2 separate regions of the Mus musculus genome follow, and region 2 is linked to region 1. Evidence: chromatin contacts called from public Hi-C data. All regions are on one chromosome and are shown on one strand. Each heading gives the region's core, a stretch centred on a gene start, on an enhancer-like site or on the middle of the called end of the contact. The rest is flanking DNA. Distances are from core to core; before and after follow the strand shown. Region 1 overlaps Fig4 (FIG4 phosphoinositide 5-phosphatase). Region 2 has its middle 13 kb from the start of Gm32411.

The links. A called contact is a pair of places that touch in the nucleus more often than the background predicts.
Region 2: a contact with region 1 is called in a Hi-C map of the N1E-115 cell line, with 2.4 times the contacts expected there. The contact joins two enhancer-like sites. A contact is called at or near these places in 4 of 484 Hi-C or Micro-C datasets (the G1E-ER4 cell line, the HPC-7 cell line and the N1E-115 cell line).

What each region holds. Positions count from the first base shown.
Region 1 is chr10:41,285,491-41,291,129 of GRCm38.p6, reverse strand. It overlaps Fig4 (FIG4 phosphoinositide 5-phosphatase), which reads left to right. Exons shown (of 23, transcript NM_133999.1): 2 at 5,431-5,529. Among named protein-coding and RNA genes, the nearest start is that of Fig4, 15 kb to the left of the region's middle. Within about 2 kb of position 2,164, at least 76 of the 459 cell types and tissues checked have an H3K27ac peak or open chromatin away from gene starts, as enhancers often do. A contact at or near this core is called in the N1E-115 cell line, where this site is marked.
Region 2 is chr10:41,148,256-41,153,894 of GRCm38.p6, reverse strand. No RefSeq gene overlaps it. Among named protein-coding and RNA genes, the nearest start is that of Gm32411, 13 kb to the right of the region's middle. Within about 2 kb of position 2,629, at least 8 of the 459 cell types and tissues checked have an H3K27ac peak or open chromatin away from gene starts, as enhancers often do. A contact at or near this core is called in the N1E-115 cell line, where this site is marked.

The DNA.
Region 1 (5,639 bases), core at 915-3,414:
AGTGCAACTGACAATTTAGTCCTGACTTATATACTGAAATGGATGCTGTCCTTTAATTGGATGGTGTTACCTACCTGTCTGTCATAACTCTGTGCTGCACCTGAGAATTTCTAATGTTACTTTGTTTCTATATTTCTATCATCTCTAAGAATTTCATAAGTTGTGTTTGATTGTATCCACACCCTTCCTCCCCCAGCTCTCCCCAGATCCACCCCTACTTCCATCTCCCTCCAACTTTGTTCCTCCTCTTTTAGATAATAACCTAGTGAGTCCAGTTTGTGCTGTCTGTATCCTCCTTGGGTGTGGAGACATCTACTGAAGTGTGGTTGGTTTGCCAGAGCTCATGCCCTTAAAAAACCGGACTCTTCTTTCCCCAGAAGCCATTGATTGTCCATAGCTTCTCAGTTAGGGGTGAGGGCTCATGGTCCCCCTCCCGGCCATACTCCGGTGCTGACTGGCTTGATCTTGTTTTGTATAGGCAGCCATAGCTGCTAGGTCTTGAGAACAGGAGTCCTATCATGTCCTGAAGACATTATTGCTCTGATGCTCCCTGCCTTCTAACTCTTTCTAGAATCTTTCTGCCCCTTCTTCCATCATGGTCCTTGAACTGTGTGTACCTGTTGCTACAGGTGTCCCAGTTGTAAGTTTCTTCATTAGCTAATGTCTACTGCAAAGTGAAACTTCTCTGGTGTGATTGAGAGCTAGCCTCATCTGTGTGAACAGAGCTAAGACTAAAGGACGGTTTGATACTGTGTCCGTTTATTATTAATTATTTATTAATTATTCTCCAGAAAAATAGTCGTAGGTCTACCGCTGGTGAGTGTGAGCTCTTCAACCGTGGGTTCTGGGCCAGATCTACAGCAATCGAGCCAGACAGCAGTGGGTTACCCCATTCTTGCCACTATTGCAGCCATGGCATATGGAGAGGGGTGGGAGGGTAGGGGTGAGCAGGAAGTGAGGAGAGGGATCAATAACTCTAAGGATGTTTGAAAAAGCTGTATAAAATCTATTTTATAAGATATGTATATGAAATATATATAGTTATATAGTTATATACGAATCAAGAATATAAATATATATGCATTTAATTGGAGTTATCTTATACAGTTATCTGTTCCTCTCAGAATCCCTAAGTTGCCAACTAAGCAGAGCGGCAGGTATTGGGTCCCCAGAGCTGTTGGTCAGAGCTGGCTGCAGACCCCTCAGTGCAGGATTTTTCCTTCTGTTCAGCAGAACTTGTTGGTTAGACCCTGTCGCTGAGGGAAGACAGCACACACATTGGTCACAGAACATAGAAAAAGTCAAGTTGGTTCTGAGCAGTAAGCTCTCCCCTGCTGGCTGGCTTTCATAGCAGTAGAAAGTACTGTGTAGGCTACTAGAGGTGTGGTGGGGTGGGGGTCACCATTGTCTAACCAGCTGTGAACCCCGTAAATGACAACAATAACTGGCAAGACAAGGTATGTCATCTTAGTCTTGGTTTTTAGTTTGAATCTTGCTTTTTTTTCTTCAGAAACATGTGCCGACTTTGTGTTTGTTTTTGTTTTTTTTTTGTTTGGTTTCTTTTTTTTTTGTGGAGGGATGAGAGTGATGTCTTCTTTTATTTTTATTTTATTTTTTTAAATTTTTTTGGTTTTTCGAGACAGGGTTTCTCTGTGTAGTCTTGGCTGGCTTCGAACTCAGAAATCCGTCTGCCGCTGCCTCCCAAGTGCTGGGATTAAAGGCGTGCGCCACCACTCCCGGTCGTTCTTTTATCTTCTAGTACTCTGGGGTCCATGGGACCCCAATCTGTTTCTGCTGGAGGCTCATTCATGTAAATCGTTTCTCTTCTTGGGTAAGCCTTTCCATTTGCAGTTATTCTTCTGCTTCCTCCCGTGGGGAGATCCGTCTTGAGTGGTGTTATCCAGTATGCCACAGTGTGAGTTTGCGTGGCCACAGAATTGCTGTATTCAACAAGAAGAACACGGGACTGAGTGGGAACAGCTCTTTCTGGAAAAATTACCTCTCTTTTTTAAATTAAAAAAATCAAATTAGTACTAGAGTGGATTTTGGCTAGCCATCAGAGGGCAGTGTAGACAGTGATTCTCACCGTCCCCACGCCGGTCAAAGCCTCAGAGCAGTCTCCACACGAGGGCGCTATTCTCCGCACAAATTCTTTTAAGGGACCATTTCTGAGGGCAGAGCCTGTGGATAGTCACATGACTTCCCGTCCCTGTTAGGGCCCACTCTCCCTGCTCTCCCTGTGAGAGCCTGCTGCCTGTGAGGGTCTTCTCTATGTAGGGCCTGCAGTGAGGGCCTGCTCTCCCTGTGAGGGTCTGCTATCTGCAAGGGAACACTCTGCTCAGTGTGTTAGGGGCTCTGTGAGCATCTTCTGGCTTCATCTTGTTTTTGCTATGAACATAACAATCCCTTTCGTGCCTTTTCTTGCTAGTCGCTCTCCTGGGCGTTCTTTATCATCATGACCTCAGTAAGGTGGCTCCCTTTCTGGTAACAAGAATAAATAGCTTGCAAACCATTCTTTCTAATTTATTTGGTTGGCTGTTTTATCAGATTGGTCACCCCCTCCTCTAGGCAGTGAGTTGGGGCTCGTGGCTGACATTCTGAGTTTCTTTCCCTCAGTTTCCCTCTCTGTCTGGCTGTTCCCCCAGTGCCTAGAGTCCTGTTACTGCATTCCCCAACTTTGTTTTCTAATTGTTATTAAAATCACTTTATTCCTACCTCCTTACTACTGACAGTGTCAAGGAAACCCTGCCTATTCTAGGATACCAGGGGCTAAGCACTTCAGCTAGTTATCTTCTAACTGGTATCAGCCAGCATATAGGTTTGTTTTTCATAACCTGTGGGTAGATCAGACCTTTATAAACAAAGTCATTGTTGCTTAGCAACAGGATACATTCTGAGAAATGTGTCGTTAGATGAGTTTCACTGCAAACATAATAAAAAAAAAACCACTTACCCAAACTAAGACATAGTTATGTTGCTATTAGACAATGCAATCTTATGTCCCCATGGAACATGAGGAACATCTTTAACAAGATGTTATTATTGCTGTATTATTATGTGACACATGTACACTTAGTAAAAGCTTCAGTGAGTTTTATTTATCCTACAGATTTAGATAGAAAACATTGTAACAGAATTCTGCATACTGTTATTTCTTAGAATTGTACTCATTCTTGAAGTCCAAATGCTAGACTCTTCCATCATTGTATACAGCTCCAGCTCCTTCTTCAGTCTCATCTGCTTTGGCTTCCAATGGCGGATGCTTTCCAGCTTGACCTTTGACATTGTCCAGCAGACAGCTGTATGTAGTGTTTAGTTGGTTTACATCTGCACATTGCGTAACCGGTGACATGGTAAAATGCTGGCTGACTATGGCAGTATCTTCTCACTTTTTTTAAATGGGTTATTTTATTTATTTACATTTCAAAAATATTACTTTTTAAAGGACATGTTTAAGCAAAATATCTTTACAGTATTTACTTTTGATAATGAGATTTTACTTATCTTCTTTAAAGTAATTTAAGAATAATTGAATTAAGGAGATAGCTTGGCAGAGTGTGTGCTTAGCATGTATGGGGCTCTTGGTCTGATTCTTAGCACTACCCAAAAATAAAGCAGTCCACTTAGTTTTGCTTATGAACTTTATGTTTAAAAAAAGGATTGTTGTGGGAAATATCAAAAAATGAAACTGTCATGTTGCTGTGTTTGTGCCGGCAACTCTCTGCCCTGGTGGCCTGGCCGGCAGTAGCCGGACGGTCTTTATCTCATGGAGACTCTGACTCAAAGCACCAAAATCTCTTTACCCAGCTTGCTGGGTTCCCACTGGTGGGTCCTTACCACACCAACCCCATGCTTCCAATCCCCCACGGCCTTTGTGGTACACATCAGGCAAACCCACGCTTTGCCGCCATACTTTTCTCTCTGGAACCCTGATGATCTGCTGTGTGAAAGAAAACACAACACAAATACAAACAACAGTAACTCACTCACTGGGCGCAACAACTAAAATCCTAATCTTGTAAGCCTTATTAAATCTAAATCCTCCGGTGCCGAATCCTGACAGATCCGCCATTGAAACTGGGAGACACTCGTAGCTACATCTTGTCCTCACGCTATCCCTGCCCAGAAAGGACCTAACTCTCTCCTGTTTCCTGTCTTCCTCCGTCTAACCTGGAAGTCCCCCCTACTGGCCCAGTGATTGGCTCCTTTATTCATTAGGGGATTGAATATTGTTTCCAGGAACTTCTTTGGGAAAAGTATGGGGACGCGTGGTCCCATGTTTTACCTCTCTTCTGGTGGTGTCTGGGAACTGCCTGTATTGCTCAGGGATGGGGAGGAGGGGCAAGGTGAAGTCCAGGACAGGGGGTCATATCCATGTGGGGCAGCAGAGCAAGGCTGTATGCCAGGCTGGAAGGGGAAAGTGGGGCCTGCGGTGAGCAGGACCTGGGTCCATGCTGAATGCCAAGTGGTGGAGGGGCGGGAGAAGGAAGGCCTTCCTATGAGTCTTAGTTTTTCAGGTTGCTTAGGCAAAGTTCTTCCTCATGGCAACCTTTAATGAAGCTGCTCCCTGAGATGGTCTGAGCTTGTTCATATTTCTTTATTGGGGGTGGGTGGTGTGGGTGTGAATGCATGTGCTTTATGTGGGATGAACCAGGGATTGTATCATTTTGGGGACTATCCAGGAAGGGAAGGTCATTGGCTGAAGGCTAAGGCTATTGAGATGCCTCATTAGCGTGGAGAGGCTGTCCGGGTGCTGTTATATGACTGACTTCCCACCGTCATCTTAGCTGAGGGTCTTGGTTACCCACTCCAGAGCAGGCATGGAGGCAGGGAGGAGCAGCTCTGTTCATGTCATCTCAGATCTCTGAGATGTCCTGGGGTTTGAGCATGCTCCACCTCCCCAGTCCCATGCCTGTCTGGTGGCAGGGCCCACGTGTCCTGCAGGGACTGTGCATCCTTACAGGCCCTTGGATGGGGCAAGCCCTCAGAGTTCCCCCCTCACAGCCATTTTCCTACTCAACACAGAAGACTTTCAGACTTATTTGTCAAACTATAATATTTAATAGCTGTAATTGTCTAAACGTCCTAATTATATGTTGAGCTTGCTCATGCTTGTCAGCACTACCGCTTCCAGGCAAAGCTTAAACATCACATAAGCCAGTCTCTAATGTTATAATAGAATTAAATGCATCTGACCTGGGTCCTGTGCTTATTTCAGACATCGGAATGATTCTTATCACGAAGCTCTAAGAACATTTCAATTTAAAAATTGACCTTTTGGAATCGGTCCCTCTAGTCCTCTAGTTGTACATAATCAACATATACTTTAAATAGTAACCTGACTTTATTAATGTTTCTTCAAAATGTAACATGGTTATAAAATGTCTGTAGAGCAAAATGCCTTTAAAATGACATTCTCTTTCTTTATAGAGATACTTTCTAGTTGGGAGCAATCATGCAGAAACGAAGTACCGTGTCCTGAAAATTGATAGAACAGAACCGAAGGACTTGGTGGTAATCGACGACAGGGTGAGTATCGTTAGGCTCCCTGCCCGGCCCTCATGCAGGGCTCCAGTGTCTGTTGTTCTGAGGAGGTGAAACCACAGCTCTTAGTGGGATGGTGCCTCACTTATGAGTCC
Region 2 (5,639 bases), core at 1,380-3,879, 140 kb after region 1:
ATTTGACTTGTGGAGATGAGTTTATGTCCGGAATTGATGATTCCACCCCCATGAGATTATTCTGTTTCTTCAGTGGCCCAGGATGCTGGACTTGCAGTGAACTTACATGTACAATGCCTTTAAGAGTATATCAATGCAGAAGCAGACCTGGAGATGCCTGATGACTTCTAGGACACCTGGTGAGGCCATCTTAGAGCTACCATGAGATCCCTCATCTCTAGCCTGTGTTCCTTTGACTGCTCTGGAAGTGTCTACCATTCAATCACAAGCCCCAGGATAGCAGGATGCCCAGGGCCTCTCCTTGTCTTTTTGTACCTTCCTCAGCACCAACAGGAGCTGAGCTTCTACTAGGCCGCCAGTGAATCCGTGCAGAATGAGCATGTGATCTGCAAGCACAGCTGGAAAGTACACATCTGCACCCATGGTTGCCTGTCACCGCCTGAACTCTCACCTGGACGCACAGCTCTATGGCAGACTGGCCCGGGACATAAGAGCTTTATCTGGCTGGTCCTGCCACCACAGAACTCTCTTACTTCCTAGAAATGTCTGCTTTTGCATCTATCCTGCACTTCCAGGAAAATGTTTCATTAAGAGAAAATAGTTTCAGGCTCTGAGCTTGTGCTACTTGGCACTTTCTTCAAACTTCTCCTCCAGATGAACTATCAATGAAGTGGGTCTCTGACCTGTTGCCACCTGTGTTTCCAAAACTAGGGAAAAACTCTGTCTTAACTCCAGGCCTTGGCTGTGCTCCCTCCATGGGAGTCAAATTTATGTAAACAAATAAGTGTACAGAGTGGGTGTTTTTTCTCCCTCTCTATTTATCTTCTTCCCTCTCCAAAGGTATGCTTTGTGATTTGAGATGCTCTTAGGTTGTATGTGTGTGCACGCACGGGCATGTGTGTGCACTCGTGCATATGCATGCTTATAATGATGTGTGTGGAGGCCAGCGGTCCACATCAGACATCTTCCACTATTACTTCCCTTCTTTTGAGACAGAGCTGTTCATTGAACTTGGCACTCAACTATTGGCTAGTCTGGCTGTCCATCAAACTCCAATATTGGCCTCTCCCAAGCATTGCTCTGCACTGCATTGCACTGCTCTGGTCTGGGCCTGTCAGGTCTGGTCTTGTTTTATCTGGTCCAATCTGACCCAGTCTACAGGACATGCCAATGGCCATGGAGGATCGGCGCCATAGAACAACTGCAATACCTGAGGCTCACAAAGCAAGGCCTCAAACAGACAGTTTTGGAAAAGCAAAAACAAGACCAGGCAGAGGAAGGGGAGTGTCTGTTGTCAACGTCCCAGCCCCTCACTCTTGCTCCCATCCCCTGAGCCTTTGCTCAGAAACAATAAAACATTCGAATTTGACATCAAGTTTTAGTTACAGATTAATTTTTTTCGTAAAACCTCTTCTAACCCAAAATACCAACTGATCGTTTTAAGGTTTTGTTTTAATGTAAGATTTCCCCCTTATAGTCTATTAAATTCAGCCCCACAATGGATGAGGATGAAGACAGCCCAGGCTGGAAACTGAAGAGCAGAGCTAAGCCGTGTGGCACTCTTCCTGCGTGGAGCATCCAGACTGCTCGAGGCACTGAAGAGGATGCCTCTTACATTTCCTTCTAACTGGGGTGTCACTTGCTTTATGCCTAGTGCTGGTTTGAGCCCAGGAAATTCAGTGGAGATAAAAAAAAAGGTATTAACCACACAGTAGTAACAAGCTTAAAAAGAAATAACGGAATCCAGTATTGCTGTGGGAGAAGAGGCTGAGTCTGCAGGAGAAGAAAAAAAAAAAAAAAAAAAAAAAAAGAAGCAAACCGGCTCTGACAGCAATGGTATCTTACCATGGAGAGTGGTTAGAAGCCGAGCGCCTACTCTCAGTCAGGGCTTTCTCTTCTTACTAGACACATGGCTTTCCATGAAATCATTTCATCTTCTTGTCTAACAGCTTCATGCCCCAGTCCTGAGTTTAGAGGGCCCAGCCTGACCCTCCCTTGTCTTAAACAAGAACCCTCACGACTTTCTCCTACCCTTCTGTCTGCCTGCAAATGGCTTCAGATGCCCCTGGGACGGTTCAAAGCACAGTGCTCAGGGGCCCCCAGTTCCGTGTGTTTAAATGGCACCACCTAGCCTGTCTTCACATGCCAGCAGGTCCTCTGCGTGCTTGCTCCATCTCGGGAAGAACATGACTGTGAAGCAGGCTTCTTTTTGCTGGGTATTTCTCTCAGCCCCGACCGACCTTCCATCGTGTGGGCGGGAAAAGCAAGAGTTCCGATGGTCACATGGCGCCGTTGGCTCCAAGCCAACGTTTGGAGCAGTATCTCAGCGGCAGTCTTGAACACTGGGGAACATGAGCAAGCAAATGATTTCTTCTTTACCGGGAAAAAAAAATGTTTAAAGCGCGCGCTTCCTCCGGCAGTTAGTCACTCTTCCTTTCAGTCCCCCTAGGTACTTAATTCACAGAGTTTTCAGAACTGTGTTTATTTCCAGGTCCCCCTCAGCAGCTCTGCACCTTCCCAGTCTCGGGCCTCACACTCCATAGGAATATTGACCACTCTGCTGTGTAACAAACTCACATAGCATGTCTAGTGTTTGCCCCGGCTGCCGCGCCAGAGCTATGAAGCCTTGGAATCTGCTGTGCCTTAGCAGTGACTGGCAGAGCAGGGCTGCTGCTCAGCATAACTCCCCGCAGGATTAGAGCGAGAGACTTTTCATCAGTCTCCGTGGAAAGGAGGGAAGCTGGAACTGGAGTTCAAGCCTCAGTGGGCAGCGCTTCAAATAATCCTTCCTAGCAAATGAGGTCGCAAGCCAACTTGGAAACAGAGAGTTTGGAAGCCTCTGGACTGAAAACTGCAGGTGCCCAGAAGTCCGAGACTCTGCCATGTGGCCTTTCTGAGATCCGGTCATTGTGAGCTAAGTGCTTTCCTGAACTCCTAGTCTTTCTAGGAAATCATCAAACTGGAAAAAGAGGACCAGGAGACAGAAGTCAGCCAGGTAGAAGTGTGGGTAGACTGGGGATCACTAAGACTGTCAGTACTCTGACATGGGGGTCGTCTTGTGGAACTGAGCCCTTAGATTGTGGTTTCATGCTAATTATAATCATAAAGACTTAGTGGGGCTGGAGAGATGGCTCAGCAGTTAAGAGCACTGACAGCTCTTTCAGGGGTCCTGAGTTCAACTCCCAGCAACCACATGGTAGCTCATAATTGTCTATAATGTGATCTGATGCCCTCTTCTGGCATGTAGACATACATGCAGACAGATATACATTAAAAAAAATAATAATAAAATAATTTTTTTTTTTTTTTTTTTTTTTTAGTTTTTAGTTTTTCAAGACAGGGTTTCTCTGTATAGCTGTGGCTGTCCTGGAACTCACTTTGTAGACCAGGCTGGCCTCGAACTCAGAAATCCGCCTGCTTCTGCCTCCCGAGTGCTGCGATTAAAGGCATGCACCACCATGCCCGGCTCAAAAAAAAATCTTTAAAAAAAGAGAGACTTAGTGTCAGAGTTGAGTGTTGACATCAGAGAATAGAACTGTTGCTGGGTGGTGGTGGTGGCGGCGGCGGCACACGCCTTTAATCCCAGCACTTGGGAGACAGAGGCAGACGGATTTCTGAATTCGAGGCCAGCCTGGTCTACAAAGTGAGTTCCAGGACAGCCAGGGCTATACAGAAAAATCCTGTCTCGGGGAAAAACAAAACAAAACAAAACTGTTGATGTTGGAATACTGTTTGTTGTTGGGAAATACACACACACACACACACACACACAGAGAGAGAGAGAGAGGGGGGGGGAGACAGACAGACAGACAGAAGTAAATAAATGATATAGATGATATATAGATGATAGGGATAATAGAGATAGATGAGTGTGTGTATGTGATATTACATCTTGTATGCACATATGTGTATATAAATGATATAGATGATATATAGATGATAGGGATAATAGAGATAGATGAGTGTGTGTATGTGGTATTACATCTTGTATGCACATATGTGTATATACATTAATAATTGAGGATTAGTACTTAGCATGAGTTGGCTTTAACTGGGATATTATAATTTTGTTAATCATTGGAAATTCTATGTTAACATTATTTCTGTTCAAAACTAGGGTCCTTACACAGGACAGAGGTTTATAGCTGCTGTAATAATACATGACTTCCTTCCAAAACTGGAACATAAAAGGTCACCCACTTGATCTTCGGTTGGATTTTTCCCTCTGGGGACCCTTTCTGGAAGCCAGTGCTGTACTGTGGCATACCTCGGCTCCAAGGCAGAGCCACACTGTGATGCTCAACTGCTAATTGTCTCAGATGAGCCCAACTATCAAGTTATCTCTGCTGGATCCCTGCCATATGAATAAAGACACTTCCAGATGTTTTCAGTCCCAGATGTTTGAGACCTGCCAACCTTTTAGACTCTTATCTCAGGGCCCCCAGAATTCTGGAAACATGCCACCCTGTTGGTCCTTATGCTTAGTGTTTGACCCACAAAACAGTTGAATATAATCCTGTGGCTGTTAACTTTACGCTATGTACTTGGGGTAGTGCTTCTTTTTTTCTTCTAGCCAGCAATAGTAACTAGAACATTGTGTCTTCAGCACTGAATAATGACCAGCTGCTTAAAACTCTTTTTTATATTTTGAGTGAGCCTATATATTGCCAAGACTATTATATTGAAAATCTATATAAAAACTCTGTTGTCATGGGGATGGAGAGACGGCTCAATGGTTAAGAACACTTGTTGCTTTTGAAGAGGACCAGAGTTTAGTTCCTAGCACCCAAGTCCGGTGATTCACAACCACTTTTAAGTCCACTTCTAGGGAATTTGATGCCTTCTTAACACCTCTATGGGAACTCACACACAAGTGTATATACATGCACAGAGATGCACACACATACATTTGGAATTAGATAGTCATAATTCTGTGGACTGTTAAGTAATGAAAGAGCATTGATTTTTTTTTTTAGCATAAAACTTATGGTTACTTAGAACACAGGAAAAAATGTATGGCAATTGCTTGTTCTGCAAAACACATCTTTTTATTCTCAGTGAATTTCAAGACTTCAGTCAAAGGTATTCAGGCATTAATTTCGATGGCTAAGTTGTCACCTCTTGCCTCCAACTCAATGCTCTACACTCCTCTGATTCCAGATCTTTTGAGGAAGGGGCATAAGGGACAGGGAAAAATACTAGCTCTATCTGCTGCTGTCCTGCCTTGGTTTCATGTCTGTTTGGCAGGCATGCTTGGGTCCTCATGGGTCACGTGTATCACACGCTTGAGGGTTTGTAAGAGGTTTCCCTCAGCATAATTACATCAAATAAAAGTGCAGTCCTGTGGCTACCACACCCTTGCAATCCACCTGTGTTACAGAAGCCACTAGGCTTCCTACCAGTTCCATCTTTGCACAGATATTTTCCTTCTGGATAGGGGCCAGAACAAACTTAGCTCTCCTCTGTGGCATCCACTTGGCTGCAGGCAATTCTCGCATCTTTAGCCTAATAAAGAGGTGGTGGTGGGGCATCAGTAAGTGCCTCCTTTCTTTGCCCTGCTAACTCTAACCCGTCCTCCTTTTCTGTTCACAGTGGGTTCAAAATGCAATGTTAAAGCAAACGGCCAGAGAAAAGAGGCC